Regions from separate parts of the Mus musculus genome. Here region 1 is linked to region 2. Evidence: chromatin contacts called from public HiChIP or PLAC-seq data. All regions are on one chromosome and are shown on one strand. The core of a region is the stretch at or near the end of the contact, and the rest is flanking DNA. Distances in the headings are between cores, read along the strand shown. Region 1 overlaps Chd6 (chromodomain helicase DNA binding protein 6). Region 2 holds the start of Slc32a1 (solute carrier family 32 (GABA vesicular transporter), member 1).

What was found. HiChIP or PLAC-seq counts read pairs in DNA pulled down with a chosen protein or histone mark.
Region 1: a contact with region 2 is called in an H3K4me3 HiChIP or PLAC-seq map of embryonic forebrain, with 8 times the contacts expected there. The contact joins the enhancer-like site here to the promoter of Slc32a1 in region 2. A contact is called at or near these places in 5 of 39 promoter capture datasets (the 3T3-L1 cell line, hippocampal neurons, pre-B cells and 2 more) and 3 of 115 datasets of contacts at active chromatin or transcription factors (embryonic forebrain, large pre-B cells and pro-B cells).

What each region holds. Positions count from the first base shown.
Region 1 is chr2:160,969,737-160,973,615 of GRCm38.p6, forward strand. It overlaps Chd6 (chromodomain helicase DNA binding protein 6), which reads right to left. Exons shown (of 37, transcript NM_173368.3): 28 at 410-470. Among named protein-coding and RNA genes, the nearest start is that of Emilin3, 59 kb to the left of the region's middle. Within about 2 kb of position 2,530, at least 20 of the 459 cell types and tissues checked have an H3K27ac peak or open chromatin away from gene starts, as enhancers often do. A contact at or near this core is called in embryonic forebrain, where this site is marked.
Region 2 is chr2:158,608,889-158,612,851 of GRCm38.p6, forward strand. It overlaps Slc32a1 (solute carrier family 32 (GABA vesicular transporter), member 1), which reads left to right and starts at 1,870. Exons shown (of 2, transcript NM_009508.2): 1 at 1,870-2,743. The coding sequence starts at 2,354. It overlaps Gm14204 (predicted gene 14204), which reads right to left and starts at 1,835. Exons shown (of 3, transcript NR_040359.1): 1 at 1,640-1,835.

The DNA of each region.
Region 1 (3,879 bases), core at 1,280-3,779, 2.4 Mb after region 2:
GTCAGTGCTGTTCTTGCTCAAATGCACACCTCTTTCTGGAGGGCAGAGTCACTCTACAGAAAGGAAAGAGCAAAATTCTGTTGCCTTCTTCACAGTCATGGCTTCTATGCAGCTGACCCTTCCAACTACCAAAGCTCCAGTCAAGATTAAACTGAGATACAAAACACCCCACACCAGTGAGATTACAGTCCCTTCTTTACTGGTCAGATTATGTCCTGAAGACAGCGCTTGTGTAACTTTTGCATCTGATATTAGCTGGAGGAACTCAGAGACATGTGTCACTCTAGGGAAGCTTAATACAGGTCAACTTACTTTTAAATCTCCTTAAAGATAGCATTGATTTATATAAACTTCACAGTAACTACAAACTGGGACCTTACTTTTCTTTGCCTGCAGGACACAGTCTCACCTGCCTGGCTGTCATCCTTCTTTTCACCAAAAATGCCATCACTTCCATCACTGGGACTCGCCTAGGGATAAATGAAGCCATTGCATCAGCGAAACTGCAGCCCAGAAGAAACCACTGAGAAAGGCCCTGCTGCAAAGACTATGCATGCACAGAAAAGCCTCTGGACATCGTAAGACCCAGACAGGCCTCACAACCAAAGCTCACTTAGGCAGTTCCTCTCACACGCCCTCCCCCAGAGCTTCTTCCCACAGAGAATCAGGTTAAGGGATGGGAAACTCAATTACTATTTATAAGCACCATTTCTGTTTTAGCTGTGAATTTAAATATCTGCTTTGCCACCACTACTTGCAATTTAATACTGTCATCTCACAAAGAGCATTTCTGTTTTTCACTGTGAAAAAGTCAGGGTATCGCTCATTATGGAAACGGACACTATTTTTTATAAAGCATGACTGCTCCAGACATGGGTCCCAATGGTGTAACTTAAAATTAACATCTGAAGCTCCAAACCAACCTGGAGTAAGAGCAGAAGCACAGAGTTTGTGACGTCAGTGCACTAATGAAATCGGCTGAACAGACGGCTTCATTAGCTTTGTCCTGTCTCAAAGTAAAACTTTACAAATGCTCTTTACAAAGGATGATTTGGGACTGGGAAAGGAGATGCCCAAGTTAAGAATGTTCTACTTGCCAGAAGATATGAAACAGGAAGACTCTGAGAGTGAGTGAAGTGTCTAGGAGAGTCACTGCTGGTGTTTATTGAAAGCACTTGTTGGCTCCTGGACAGGAGACAGGTGCTCTGACACAGTGAAGGTGGATAGACACACAGAGCTTCCAATAGTTAAAACTTAAAACATTCTTTTAGGCCCTGAAGCCATGTATGGACCCAGGAGAGAAAACCCTAGAGAAAGTGCAGAGAAAGAAGTCCATTTTCTGAATATGGATTTCTCCTGTGTAGAATGGGGGTGACAAAACCCTTCACACGGCCCCTCTACTTATTCCAACTATCTCACAGGTCCAGACAACTGCCCCAGGAGGCTGAGTCACTCAGGGTCTCAGGCTATAACATGGGCCTCGAATACAGGTAGTCTGATTTGAGGACCAAGTTATCTAAGAAAGGGAACCAAGAGAGTTCCAGAAAAAAATTGGCTTTGGAGGTGAAAAGACACTTAGGACTGGGGAGCACTAGCTAAGCTGCCTTCTACTGCCCAGAACTGTTTCCTACTATTTAACAGAGCAGAAAATGAGGATGATCTATGATGCCATTTTGAAATGGCATCAAAAAGTGCCTCCGCATCCTACTCTTTAGGCAGGTGAACAAAACTAAAAAGTCCTACTACATCTTGTCTGTCTGTCTTCCAGCCAACAAGAGCCTTTAGATGTGGCTAGAACCTCTGTGAGGTACTTTGAATGCTGACATTTTTAAGGATAGATACTGGCAGGGGAAAATACTCTACAGCATACAAAGCTTGGGTGGCAGAGTGTACCAGCCTATCAAGCAGAGGGAAACATTCCCTCTGAAGGCATAATGGCAGCTGACAAGGGCTTGTCCACAGCTACAGGCTCCCAGTGTGGTGTGAGGTCAGCACACAGTTTTCTCCTCCAGTCTATCCAGCAGTTTCTGCTGGTGCATTTAGTAAACGTGAATAATCCTTGAGTAAACACTCACATAGGAAAGTTCTTGGTATGAATAAGTGCTTTTTCCTGTATCCCATCTTTTGTAAAGCATTTATCATCAACAGAATGACAGAACATGGCCAAGTAACCAGATGAATGTGAGTTTGATGCACAGGAAGCCAATAGTTGTGGGTACACAGAAGGTCTTACAGCTGAGCTCACAGTTTAACATGGAACACCATTTTCTACTTACAAGGGAAAGACATGTTCATCTAAGAAATGAGTTGACTTCAGGTAAGGGGTCCAGAGTGCTGATGACAAAGGGACAGACAGAACACAATTTCTCCATCCTGAGAACAAAGCCTCTGTTCTTTGGCTTTGGGCAAAATGGCTCCTTCTCTCTAAGGTGCTTTTCTTCTTTTTGAAAATGGAGAAAGTAATACTCAGCTTATTACAGGGTGGCTGTGGAGTATAATGAGCAATCTATGTGCTGGCACAAAGCCAATGCATTAATAGCTGGTAGCTGGGAGGAGGGAATATTAACAGACACTTAGCATTTCTCCTTTGCCTGGAGTATATGTCCTTATGTAGAGGATTACCAACAGTAGTAACAGCACCACTGGGGTCTACTGAGTCTAGGGAAGAAACTGCTGCACAGGCTGCAGTCAATACTGCGGAAGAATTTTTAAAAACGTATTGTTAGCAACCAGTGTTAGACAGCCGGAGAAAGTGTGGAGCAGGGAAGTCGCTTAAGCTAATCATCAATGGTGATGAAACTCAGGTTCAGAAGTGACCTCTGAGGGGCTTGTGAGTGCAGTGTAGCTCTGCGGGTGAGTGAACACACTGTGCTCCCTCCAAGGTAATGCCGGCAGCGGAAGGTGGCACAGCTATGTACATGGTATTTCCCTACTGAGGAGTGAGGTACATTTATTTCCTTACTTAAAACTAGAAGGCCTAGTCTCCTCTGTGCATGGCTGCTCCCCCTGCCCCCCATTTTGTCTTGGTTGAGGTGGCAGTGGCAGTGCAGACTTGGGAGGGATCTCTGGATTCAGGGGATTTCTCCTATGCCCTTACCAAACCCCAGTGTCAACACAGCAGTTGGCCAGATAATGAGTAAAGTGCTAGGCTCCAGGACTAACAGTGGAAACATCAGAAGAGTTAGTCCTGGGGACTCTGTCTGGTGAGTGAAAGACAAGCAGTGGCTATGCACGCAGTACCAAAGGCAACATAGAACATCAACCAGGGACTGCTGGGACGGGTCTAAGAGGTGATTCTCGAGCTAGACACTGAAAAAAAGTAAAGGAGTCTGCAGAACACAAGGATCTCTGTATACAGGTAACAAAAGGTCTGAAGTCAGAATCAAAAAGACCCTGCTGATGTTTTCATTTTGCAAGAAAATCAAGGTTCCTACTTTTGCATAAACTTTGTGTACAAAGTAGATATAAAACCAAATGTCATAAAGCTCAGGTGTCTTATTACAGAGCCTGCAGGAGCAGATAGGGGACAGTTTAGTTTGCTTAGGATTTATGTAGCTGACTGAGACTGTGCTCTAATTCCGGACAAAGGGGAAAGAATGATGCCTGTTTGTAAGTACGATAAAATTTACATACAATTAATACTGAGTTTAGGGTATCTTTCTTTGTTTTTGTTTGTTTTTTGAGAACCCTAGACAGGGTTTCTCTGTGTAGCCCTGGCTGTCCTGGAACTCACTCTGTAGACCAGGCTGGCCTCGAACTCAGAAATCCGCCTACCTCTGCCTCCCAAGTGCTGGGATTAAAGGAGTGCGTGCGCCACCACTGCCCGATGAATTTAGAGGATCTTAACCCACAAGAAATGGGTTCTTGTTCAGTTCCAGA
Region 2 (3,963 bases), core at 620-3,119:
CCATTTCTCACTGATGAAAAAACCCTTCCTGCTTCCTGTAACAAAAGCACTGTACGGCAAAGCAAGGAGAAGCTTAAGTACTTGGGACCTCCTCGTCAAAGAAGGCATCCATGGCCATCTTAAGGTGTGGAGGGGCACAAGAGGTCACTACAAAGGTACTAGGTCCCTCTGATACATATGTCAGGTGGGCAAAAGAATTCCTCCAGGAAAGGGGGGCAGTGAAGGGGACGGAAACCCTTGTCTGGATGAAGTTCTGGGGTGAAGAGTCTCTTCTGTCCAAAGCCTTTTGGGAAGATGAGGTGCCTGCATTTACTCTCTTTGCTTCTGTCAAGTGCCTGAGGGTGGCCAGATTTCGACCTGCTGGGGAGAAGGATTTTGGTCATGGTTTAGCAGGAGGTGGGGGTTTTGCAGTGGGCATGTGAAGGAAGGGATGGTGGCGGAGTGACGAAGACCACTCTGTCTGTTGTACGAAGGTCCCCAACCTGGGATAGAGGCCTCTTCCAGAGACTGTGAGAGTGCTTGAGGTGAAGGGGGGTGACTAGGGGTAGCCCGTCTTGTCCTGGCAGCTCCTACTTGCTGGTCAAAGCCCTCAGGCCGCCCTACTTGTGCACTGACCTGAGCTAATCTAAAAAATACCGCAGGGGAGGTAGAGACTGGGGTTCCCAGTGAGAGAGAGTCTCCAGACGGGAGAAAAGGAGCGGGAGTCCTTGTCATTTCTGTCAGCTTTCTTAGGCTCAGTGACAACAATGCTTCTCCTTCATCTAGGCTGGGTCCCATCTCGTGGTTTGCTGCTTAGGAGTTTGAAAGAGAACCCAGCTGGGGACGTAGACAGGGACCCACAGAAAGCAGCCGTAGCTGACCCATGCCTCATGAAGACTACAAAGGGGCTCACGCCAGCACGAACGCAAGGCAACTCCTTTCAGAAGCGCCAGCTCGGCAATGAAACTCGGCTGCGCAGCAAACCACACACGGAATACGCACGGTTACCAAAGCTGCCGCTCAGAGTTCACACAGCGCCAACCCACAGCTGTATCTAATGCGATGTCTTTGTCTCTGGATCTCTTTCGTCTTCGTGCCCGCGCGCACTCGCATGACACTCAACAGAAACATCCAAGCTCTCTCAGTCCGGGGGCGGTGATCCTAGCCTGGCCGAGCGTACCCATGTTTCTGAGCTCCGGTCCGCAAGGCTGTCAGCTCGCCTTGCCTTTCGTCTATCCTGACCTTCTCAGATAAGCATTTGCTTACCGAGGGGGCGAGGGGGCGTCCTCAGAATCCCTCCGAGAGAGAGAGAGAGAGAGAGAGAGAGAGAGAGAGAGAGAGAGAGAGAGAGAGAGACAGAGACAGAGACAGAGACAGAGACACAGAGACAGAGACAGACAGAGACAGACAGAGACAGAGAGAGCGCCCAAAGGCTAGCCTTTCCCTTCCACTGCGCGCAGTTGATGGTGAGGCACCAGCTCCTACCACGGCATCCCTGGACGACAGAAACAGCTCAGATGGTCCAACCCAGGGCTGACTTTCTTCAAAAGTAATCCAAGACAGTCACTTCTGTCATCAGGATGGACTTGCAGAACAAGTGATAGATGGCAGAGACACAAACAGACGACCGATCGGCCGGCCTAGCTCTAGAGACTCTCACCTGTCTGTCCTGTTGGTTATCCGGACGGTTAGCCAGAGGATCCGGGGCCCCCGCACAGCTCCGGGACTCTGGAAGATAGTTCCGAGGGTGGGGACCTTCGAGAACCAGCCCACACTGAACTCCTCCCTCCTTGTGGCAGCAGCAAGGTGGGACGGGCCAGGACGTCTGCTTAGCACCTCCTCCAGAAATGCAGCACTTGGGGGGCCCCCACCCTTTCGCGCGCTCCTTCCCACCGACCTCCCAGGGGTGCACCTCTCCAGCCTCGGTCGCGCTTCCGAAACCTTTGGTGCCCCCTTTTCCTGGTCCCGACCCCCCACCTCACGCCCCCTGGTCTGGACAGCATCTCCCCCTCGCCGCCCTCCGCCCACGCACCGCCTGACTCCGAGGGGTGCGAGCGCATTGGGCTGCGCCCGCGTGGGGGCGCCGCGCCAGCCTCGCGTAGCTGTTCTGACGCTGCCGTCGCCGCCGCCCTCCGCAGCCCAGCCGGCACCCGCACCAGCTCTGCAGTGCACTCGTCGCCTCTCGGGCCGGTCCCACCAAGAGCCAGACTGTCGTGACCGGGGCCAGCCTCGAACGTCAGGCGCGAGGGTCATGAGCCAGAGCGCCCTGGGGCGCCGCGCGGAGACCCAGCGGAGATAGCAGTCCTCGCTGCCTTGACGCGCGCCCGCCGCGTCCCCAGACCCTTCTGTCCTTTTCTCCCGCCCCGCCGCCGCCATGGCCACCCTGCTCCGCAGCAAGCTGACCAATGTGGCCACCTCCGTGTCCAACAAGTCCCAGGCCAAGGTGAGCGGCATGTTTGCCAGGATGGGGTTTCAGGCGGCCACCGATGAGGAAGCGGTGGGCTTCGCGCACTGCGACGATCTCGACTTTGAGCATCGCCAGGGCCTGCAGATGGACATCCTGAAATCGGAAGGCGAGCCCTGCGGAGACGAGGGCGCAGAAGCTCCCGTCGAGGGAGACATTCATTATCAGCGCGGCGGCGCTCCTCTGCCACCCTCTGGCTCCAAGGACCAGGCCGTGGGAGCTGGTGGGGAGTTCGGGGGTCACGACAAACCCAAGATCACGGCGTGGGAAGCGGGCTGGAACGTGACAAATGCCATTCAGGTGAGTGCGGGATCCCCAAATCTGCTTGCCATCACCCCCCACCTGAGCTGTCCTTGCCAGGCTCTGCCCCCACACGAACCCCGCAGAGGTCTAGGTTTCAATGCCGCCTTCTCCCAGGACTGGATAATTTATCTCCCCTTCTCTGACCTTCCTAGCCATAGGGATCTACGCCCCCAGGCGGTGTTCTCCTCAGATCCACTCTTGCTGTTCCTGCTACAGGACAGCCTGGCTGAGGTTTGGGGTGGGGGCGGGGGCGGGTCACAAATCCAAAGACCCTACAAAAGCTGGAGACATGGGGAAGGGCGGGAGTCGGGGTGGGGGAAGAATGAAGAAGAAAGAAAATCAAGATCTGGAGAGTTAGCCTTGAGCTCCAGAATGGAGTCCCAGCTGCATTTTCGGAGGACAGGGAGAAAGCTGAGCTAGGGAGTCTCCTCCTCGTGACACATACAGAAGTCGTGCACGCGGACAGGGCTAGACACGGTCCCCTTCCTCACTAACAAACAGGCATATGACGTGCATCTATTTATAGTTCGCAGGGTTACCCTAAATGCACTTGACCATACCACAAGACACTGCAATAGCAGCAATACCTTTACACAGCAAGTGCCTCTGCATTAGCTTAATCTTAACTCGTGAGCACACACACATGCACGCACACGCACGCACACGCACACACACACTCAAGCAGACAGCACCCACTTGGCTGGTGCAGCTCTGTTGGACACATACAGATACAGGTACATAGGAACGTCTATGGTAGAGGGACTCCGCAGTACGAAGCTGCGAAGACTAGCTCCTCTTGCTGGAAATCCCGGCTGCACCGCAGAAACCTGAGAGCCTCCTCCACAGCAGGCCAAGCTGCTCCAGAGCCTGAGAAGGGTCCTAGGCCTTCAAACCTGTAACCTCTAATCCCTAGGCTGCCACCTATAACCTCTAATCCCAACCCCTATCCCAGTCCCGTTTCCATCAGGAACATGGCACTCCTCCGCTGAAGGATTTGGAATTCACAAAACGACCCCGGAGGCTGGCAGGGGTTGGTGGGTTCCAACTTCTGGGAGGAAAGAGGCCTTGTTTCTGGGCACCCTGGGGCTCTGTGTCTTGGCTCCCTAGCATCTCTGGAGTGTTGAATCGTTAAAACAGAAAACATAGGTTTCTTTGGAGTGGAAGGCAACTGCTGAGTTTCTCTGGAACATGAACTCAGCAGGATACCAAGGAGTCTG